Linked DNA regions of Xenopus laevis: region 1 is linked to region 2. Evidence: chromatin contacts called from public Hi-C data. All regions are on one chromosome and are shown on one strand. The core of a region is the stretch at or near the end of the contact, and the rest is flanking DNA. Distances in the headings are between cores, read along the strand shown. Region 1 has its middle 120 kb from the start of LOC121400026. Region 2 holds the start of efnb2.L (ephrin B2 L homeolog).

What was found. A called contact is a pair of places that touch in the nucleus more often than the background predicts.
Region 1: a contact with region 2 is called in a Hi-C map of the XTC cell line, with 5 times the contacts expected there. A contact is called at or near these places in 2 of 4 Hi-C or Micro-C datasets (the XL177 cell line and the XTC cell line).

The regions. Positions count from the first base shown.
Region 1 is chr2L:123,644,228-123,648,329 of Xenopus_laevis_v10.1, forward strand. No RefSeq gene overlaps it. Among protein-coding and RNA genes, the nearest start is that of LOC121400026, 120 kb to the left of the region's middle.
Region 2 is chr2L:123,258,545-123,262,514 of Xenopus_laevis_v10.1, forward strand. efnb2.L (ephrin B2 L homeolog) reads left to right here and starts at 2,542. Exons shown (of 5, transcript NM_001086485.1): 1 at 2,542-3,107. The coding sequence starts at 2,986.

The DNA of each region.
Region 1 (4,102 bases), core at 1,089-3,588, 390 kb after region 2:
GATCTTGCACTCCTAAATGCTTCCCCCTAAGGTTGTAAATGACGCCTCCTATCTGAATCTTATCTGATCCTTTTTGGTTGTTTTGAGTAGTAAAGAGGATTATTTAGAAGGTTGGCTGACATTAACAAATGTAGCAAGGCAAAGGGAAAAACTACACAAAAGTCTCTCTTAATCTTATTAACCCAAATATTAACCCGAGATGAAACAATTGTTCTATATTTATTTCTTATAGGATAAGTAAACCTTAAATAAAAGGTTAGTGTAAAAATGTTGTATACCATACAATAGGTTATGCACTCTCAAAAGAATTTTTCAAATATAGACTAAATATATCAAAAAAATATTTTACTGTTTAAAAATGTTTTGGCAATATACAATTGTGTTAACAAATGTTAAGTTTATACAGCAATAATATACATGGTAATAGTATACATACAACCCCAAGGTTTGTACGAAGCAAAAAAAGGAAGCAACAAGGAGTGGATATATTTGCCACAAATGAGAATAGCCAAAACATTTTTAAACAGTAAAATATTTTTTTGATACCACCTGAGTCTATATATGAAAAATTCTGCATAACCTATTGTATGGTATATTGATTGTATGGTCGCTCTGTGTAGGGGTGACCTTGGTTTTTTGCACCTTTAGCGCATATTCTTGCCAAATATTTGATTGTATGGTGTGCCCTCCGTTCATACACATTTCTACAATGTAAAATTGTAAGGAAGTTTGCAATTTATATTAACTATTTTTTTTTTCAGTATCAGAGCTAAGTATTTTTAATTGCCGCTAAAATAAATTTTGTAACAACATCGCCACCTGTCAGTTCTGATGTACAGTTAGAAAGATATACTTTCAGAAGGAAAATAGAGAAGTGTTCTGATGTTGCTCTGCTCAGGAGGAGATAGGAAGGGCATCTGAGGCTTTATATCTCTTTCCTGAGCAGAGCAACATAAGAACACTTCTCTGTTTTCCTTCTGAAGGTATATCTCTCTGTACAGTTAGGGTGGTGGCACACATTCAGATTCAGGGAGATTAGTCACCCAGAGACAAATCTCCTCTTCTTCCGGTGACTACTCTCCCCAAAATGCCTTCCCACCGGCAAGAATGTGAATCGCTGGCGGGATGGCATACAGATCACTTCCGTTTTCCGAAGTTTCCTCGTGAGGCAACTTTGGACTACTTTGGAAAACAAAGCGATCCAAATGCCATCCCACCGGCGGGAAGGCATTTAGGGGAGATTAATGCAAACTGGAAAGCTGCTGAATAAAAATCTAAATAAATCAAAAACCACAAATATTAAAAAAATGAGAACCAATTTCTCAGGATATCCCTCTCTACATCATACTATAAGATAACTCAAATGTGAACAACCCCTCTAATACTTTAATGTTTTATAGCATTCTGGATAACAAGTCCCATACCTGTGTTAATTATAATAGATTAATAGATATTTTGTTCGGTCTGTACTGCAATACAAACTGTCATATTCTGGCTGACACTAAAGTATGTGTTCCGTTCACAGCTTCGGTGAGTTCACCCTTCCATCTGTTGGTTTGGTTTAGGCTTCATTGGAGGTATCGCCTCTATTTTGTCCATAATCCTTGTAATTTGTCCAATAGCTCCAGTGTACATTGAGTGTTAGTAGGAACATTTTATTGACTTTTAAGACAGTACAATATACCACCTTGTAATTAGCTTCCTGTTTTTTCGAAGCTATAAAACCTCAATTCATACCATGTGTAAGGATTTAATAAAAGAAGATTTCTTGTTGATGTTTTCCTTTAAAACTTAAAAATAAATTACCTTCCCATTCCAAAACACTCCCAAACTGAATTAGCCTTCCATTCTCACCAGCCTTGGGTGTATGAAATCTAGTATCTAGTGGGGGGAAGTATGTATCTAAATATTGAATTGCTTTTAAAACCCTTGAGTTGCTGTTGGATTATTTGCTAATAGATTCATTGGACAGTGTTTGTATGTTTTCACTGACAATGTGAATGTACCATTTGGCTTTTAAGTAAATGTATTTCAAGAATGTATTATCTGTGCTAGAAAATAATAATTCATAGTCATAATGTTAGAATTAGCAACCCTATGAAACTGAATTTGGGAGCTTTTAATAACTTTTATCCAACTTTTAATGCAGTTTTTTTTTTGTTAACATTCACAATAGTACATTCAGAACATCAACCAGCATGTTAGATACAGTAGCTATACATATTTACAGTGACTTAACTACACTGGAAAATATCCTAAAAAAAATAAGTACGGTACACCTAGAGAGCTCAGATTCTCTGAGCCGAAAGTGCAAGCACAGTGGTTTCTGTTTCCATGCATCACTGCGAGGTGGGGCCTTTATTGCCTGCCAATACACACATTTTTCTATTTGGACACACTGCTTCTAACACACAGTGACACCTTGTGGCTCCAATTCACTACCACGGGGATGTAAGACCTTTTTTTATGTACAACAGAAAGGAAGGTTAAAGCTGGGCCCTTTAAACCCAGAAGCATTTTAAGTCAATATCATGCCTGTATTATAAATTAATTTAGATGCATGGGCTGGTTTTCTTAGTTGCTTTGTGGTAGGCATCTTAATTAATTAGGCAATCAACATTTTTTTAAAGTGAGTATCCTATGGGCTAAACTTCACAGCAGATTTTTATAAGGTTTTTTGTGTCAGATTTTATTTGATCTTGCCTCGCAGCACCACCCAACACTACGCAACAGCACAAGATTTTGTTGGATCCTACAAATGTCACCGTATTGTTTGTAGGGTAGGCACTCAAGGAGCAATCCTACAAATGATCAGATTCAATTCAGTGAGAAAAAGGTTTATCACGTGAAAACTCGTGGATGAGATTCAATTTGAGATGCAATTCAGTTCAGAAAAACTTTTCTCACAATTTATCGCTTAAAAATTCAATTGAAGTCTATGGGGGAAAAAACTGGGGAAAAGTTTTTTCTCCTCGGATCACATCTTGTCCACGTGTTTTCACGTGATAAACCACAAGATAGCTTTTTCTCACCATACCATATCCTATGTCTGTATTCACTTCGGGGCAGATTTATCAAAGGTCAAAGTGAATTTTCGAAGTAAAAAACTTCGAATTTCAAAGTAATTTTTGGGTACTTAGACCATCGAATAGTCCAACTTCGATTCGAACTTGAAAAAACTTCGAAATTCGAAGATCGAATTTTTTTTGAAGTACTGTCTCTTAAAACTTCAACTTCGACCATTCGCCACCTAAAAGCTGCCGAAGAGCTGTTTTAGCCTATGGGGGACCTCCTGGAACCTGTATGGAGGCAATTGGGGGAGTTTGGGAGATCAAAAGTCGAAGTTAAAAAAATTTTGATCGAAGTACGATTGTACGATTGGAAGTAGGTCGAATTCGGCCCACTTCGACACCAAAAAACTTTGATTGGTCTTTTTGAATTTGAAGTTTGAATTTTTTTTAACTTCGTACTTCGACCTTTGATAAATCTGCCCCTTAGTGACCAGTTCACAGTGTCTAGCACACCAAAGCAAACTTTGTACATACACACAACAGTTATTTATATTGCTAAATTGACCAAATATATATTTTTATATAACTTGGAATATCAGCTCCAATTTGGAGGGATTCTGTCATGATTTTTATGATTTACTTTTTGTTTCTAAATTATACTGTTTACATTGCAAATAATTTAAAATGTTATTTTTGAAACTAAAAATGTATTGCTTTTTTAGCTGTAATATTGGTGTGGTGGCAGCCATCTCAGTGCATTGTACCTGATTCTGAGTTTTGAGAAGAAGCCAGCACTTCAGGATAGAACTGCTTTGAGACAGCTTTTGTTTCCTTCCATTGTATTTTTCCATGACCCTAGGTAGTGTTTGTAATGCCAAAAGTGCTCCCTACCACTTAGTGTGCTCAAAGCACACTGAGCATGTGCATGTCACTGACACTCCTAACAAAATCCAAGATAGGAAACTCCTCTGAGAGCTTTAATGGCCCGGGTCATTAGTACTATAGTGATGCTGAACCATTAGGCTGATTCAATAAGTTCAGTATATAAAATATGGCATTTCTAGAGTAATACAAATTAGAGTTATAGTTGG
Region 2 (3,970 bases), core at 1,292-3,791:
CAGACGTGCTGCAAAGCACTTAAGGGGCCCAGTCAGCATCTGGCCAAGGATTTTTTTTTATCACCTCTTTGCTTGTTGCAAAATGTGACAGTCGCATGTGTGATAGTGTACAGAGCATTATTGCACTGGAGTGAGCAAGGCAAACAGGCCCCAAGGGGCGATGGTGGGGGCTGGAGACTGACCCACGTGCAGATATGGACAAATCCCTTCTAAATAGATTATCTACCGCAATCATGGGCATTAACCCCCTGTCTGCCACAGATAGGCATTAACCCACTGTCTGCCACAGACATTAATCCCTTTGTCTGCCCTTTGTCTTTCACAGAGATACACATTTAGCCTGGTGACTAATTCCCAGTGCTTTAACCCGTTGTCTGCCGCAGGAACATGCACTTTTATACATTATTCTGATGTCTGGCACAGATAAATTGATCAGTTGTCTGTAACATAGAGATGCATTCTTCTGCTGCTGTACAATTATCTCCGTCCGACAGAGAGAAATCCTTTAACCCCCTGCCTGCCACACAGCTGAAAAAAAAATGCTTAAAGCTTAGCCCTCTTCTATTTCGTGGTTTGGTGTGAGTTCTAGTTCCGCGTGTACATTGTATTTCTTTTTTTTTGTAGTGTCTTATTTGTATGTAAAAACAATCTGACACACGTTAAGACAGAGGGGGCATGGGGCAAAAACAACGTTTCAGCTAAACCATGTCTGCTACAGGCTCAGATTATATAAAGGTGCTATCTAGAGTAGTAATATGGCGATATCTCGTTTGCTTGTTAGGGATGTAGGTGGCCATAAACGTACAGTCGTCCAATTTGCCTAATTCAGTGATCCCCAACCAGAGACTCGTGACTGAGCAACATGTTGCCCTCCAACCCCTTGGATCAGTGTCAGACTGGCCAACAGGGATACCAGGGCCCTTTGGCTTCTAACTGTTTGGGCAATTTCATGGTCATTCCCTATTTATTTATGGGAAAAAATCGACAATATTCGAAGAACAGAATATAGTAAGTTAATATAAAAGACTAGGAGAAGAAAGAGATTGAGTTTGGAGAGGAGGAATTATAGTTTGGAAAGTGGTCCCATGGACTAAGGTTTCCTGGTGGGCCCCATACATTCCATTCCGACATTGCCTTGTATAAGGTGCGCTCCGACCAGGCCCGGACTGGCAATCTGTGGGTTCTGGCAAATGCCAGATGGGCTGCTATAAGGTGCAATTGAAAGTCACTATTTAGTGGGCTGGTGGGGACTGTTTGGGCTTCTGTATGGGCTGATTGGGCCTCTGTGTACCTGAAATGCCAGGGCCTATTATAATTCTCAGTCCAGACCTGGCTCCGACCCCTTGGATAAGATGTTTATTTTTGAATCCCAGGCTTGGAGGCAGGTTTTGGTTGTATTTAAACCATTTTTACTATCAGAAACAGCTTCCTATAGGCTGCAAGTCCACATAAGGGCTATAAATAGCCAACCACAGACAATATTTGGCACCCCAGGAACTTCTTGCATGCTTGTGTTGTTCCCCAACTCTTTTTACATTTGAATGTGGCTCATGGGTAAAAAAGAGTTTGGGGACCCCTGTCCTAGTTATATAGTTGTCCTTATGGCTTCTCTTCCAACTATAAATTCCAGATTCCGCCTCTCCCTACTCTCTAAAAAGATCCCTGGCACAATACAAAGGCAGAAGCACAGTAAAAAGATCTAGAGAAGGCCAAATACACCAAGAATAACTCCCTAGCCCCATATAAACAGTTGGATTGTACAATTAGACAGTAGTTACATTAGATCTCCCCCCACCTACCATAATAATAGATCCATTACTAGACTATACACAGCTGGACTCTGGAAAGGAGATGATGATGATTTTACTGTGGAAATGTATATTTGATTTACTCCCTGCTGGACCGCAGAGGATACACATTTCATCTATTTACTCCCCAGGGATGACTATTTTCTGACTAAATAATGTTTATAGTGAGAAGTGTCAAATCTCCCAAGATGCTCCCTGGAGGCTGCTCCAGAGGTCACACCGGTTATTATGTGAGTTGAGGAGGTCTGGGACTATCTGTTCTGCAGCAACTGATTAGCTAGAGGCTGTTATATTTTATATAATATATATATATATATCACATTTATTGTTTGTAAAAAATATATTTTCTCACAGTTACACAGTTGATTAATTGAATAGTATCACTATAAACGCGTCTATCCAGTCGGTTTGGCTTCATAGTTTTCGCAATGAATTTTCCTGAAAAAAAGGGATCCAAGAAAGAAAGTGGAGTTTGTGTATGTCGCAGTGTAGGGTCACCTAATGAATATTAATAGCCGCCGATGAGTTCATGTTTTATTGTATGGGAGGTCTGTACCTGTCACACACAATACGATGCCAAGGAGCAGACGCGCTCTGTCTTAACTATCGATTGACGTGAAGCGCCGCCAATCCGCTCCGCTCTTGAGCATGTCAGCCAATGAGAAGGACGGGCGGGAGTGGGCGGGCTGAGTTTATATGGCTAAAGCGCTGCGCTGAGAGAGACTTGGGTTTAGTGAGAAGTAGTGCGAGGATCTGCAGCTGAGTTCATTATCCGTGTGCCCGGAGCAGCAGTGCCACACACAGTCGTACCCCGCCATTGGCAGCCAATCAGGGATCTGCGGCAGCTTTTATCTGCGGGCACCTATAGGATACACACAGGGACTGCCTGGAGCTGGATTAATACAGCGCACTTTGCGGGCTCTTTGGCTTAGGATCACAGACAGGGTTGCCGGATGACGGGTCCCCTTGATAACAGCGCGGCCCCTTTTGGTACCTTGGGATACAGTGCATGTGAGCAGGAGTTTGCCGTTTGGAGTTGATTTGTTGCGCAGTGTCAGTCGCAGCAGCTCAGGGAGTTGGATATCCCCCCGCTGGTTGGACTCTCGGGGATCACTGGCTTTGACTAGAGCCGAAACGTTGCGTTTGGTCAGTGATAGTTTCTTGGGGCGGCCAGATCATGGCACTGAGCGGGGACTCGGTGTGGAAGTACAGCCTGGGAGTTTGTATTCTCTTGCTCAGGACTGCGATCTCCTGGTCTACAGTGCTGGATCCTATATACTGGAACTCGTCCAACGCCAGGTAAGTCCCGAGCCCTTTTACTCTTTACGTCAGTGTGTGAGGGCCACATACAGACACGGTGCGACACTCTAATCAGCAGTGTTGTATAGATATTATCAGCGTGTAAGCGTGTCCGTACAGGGACATTCTACCCACGACCCCTTGGTAGTGGCAAATTAAAACCCACCGAGCTCCGGGCTCAGTTGAAGTTCACCGGTAGCTACAGGGCCGTAGTCGGCAGTTTGGGCATCGCTGTCATAACACTGGGCTGAGCCCTTTATTCCCTGCCGATCCCAGGGCATCCCCTGTGTTATAACTTAGCGTTCTATATGGAACCGAGCCGTGACGTGTCCGGGTCACCCCGGTACAAGGTTCTCCCATTGTCTTGTGGGTGCTGCGAGTGATTAGTCAGCTACTGGGTGAGCCAGCTCATTGGGCTCATATTGACACCGGGCTGGCAGGATCCTGGAGTCTAGGGGACGCTGCTGATCGTTCAAACGCAGAGAGACTAATATTTCTTGCAATTACCTTCCAGTCCCGAAGGATCATTTGTGTCCACTAAATCTTCGGATGGAGCTGCCATATAGAAGCAGCTTGTGATTTGTAAGCGGCAGTTTGGCATCGGCTGCTCATCTGAGGGAAGCCCTTTGTTTGTACCTCTGCTTTTTCTCATAGCGCGGCGCTGCCCACTAAGTTAGCGCTATATAAATAAATGAATCCCTGTAGCAGCCTTATCGGCGTCCCTGCAGTCCTTCCCTTCTGACCGTGCTGATCTCAGTGGTTCAGGGTAAAACAGGAGCTCATAGATACATGTAAACTCATGCCCTGTAAATTAAATTAATAGTATGGGAATCCCACAACACCCTTTAAAATATATTGATGCA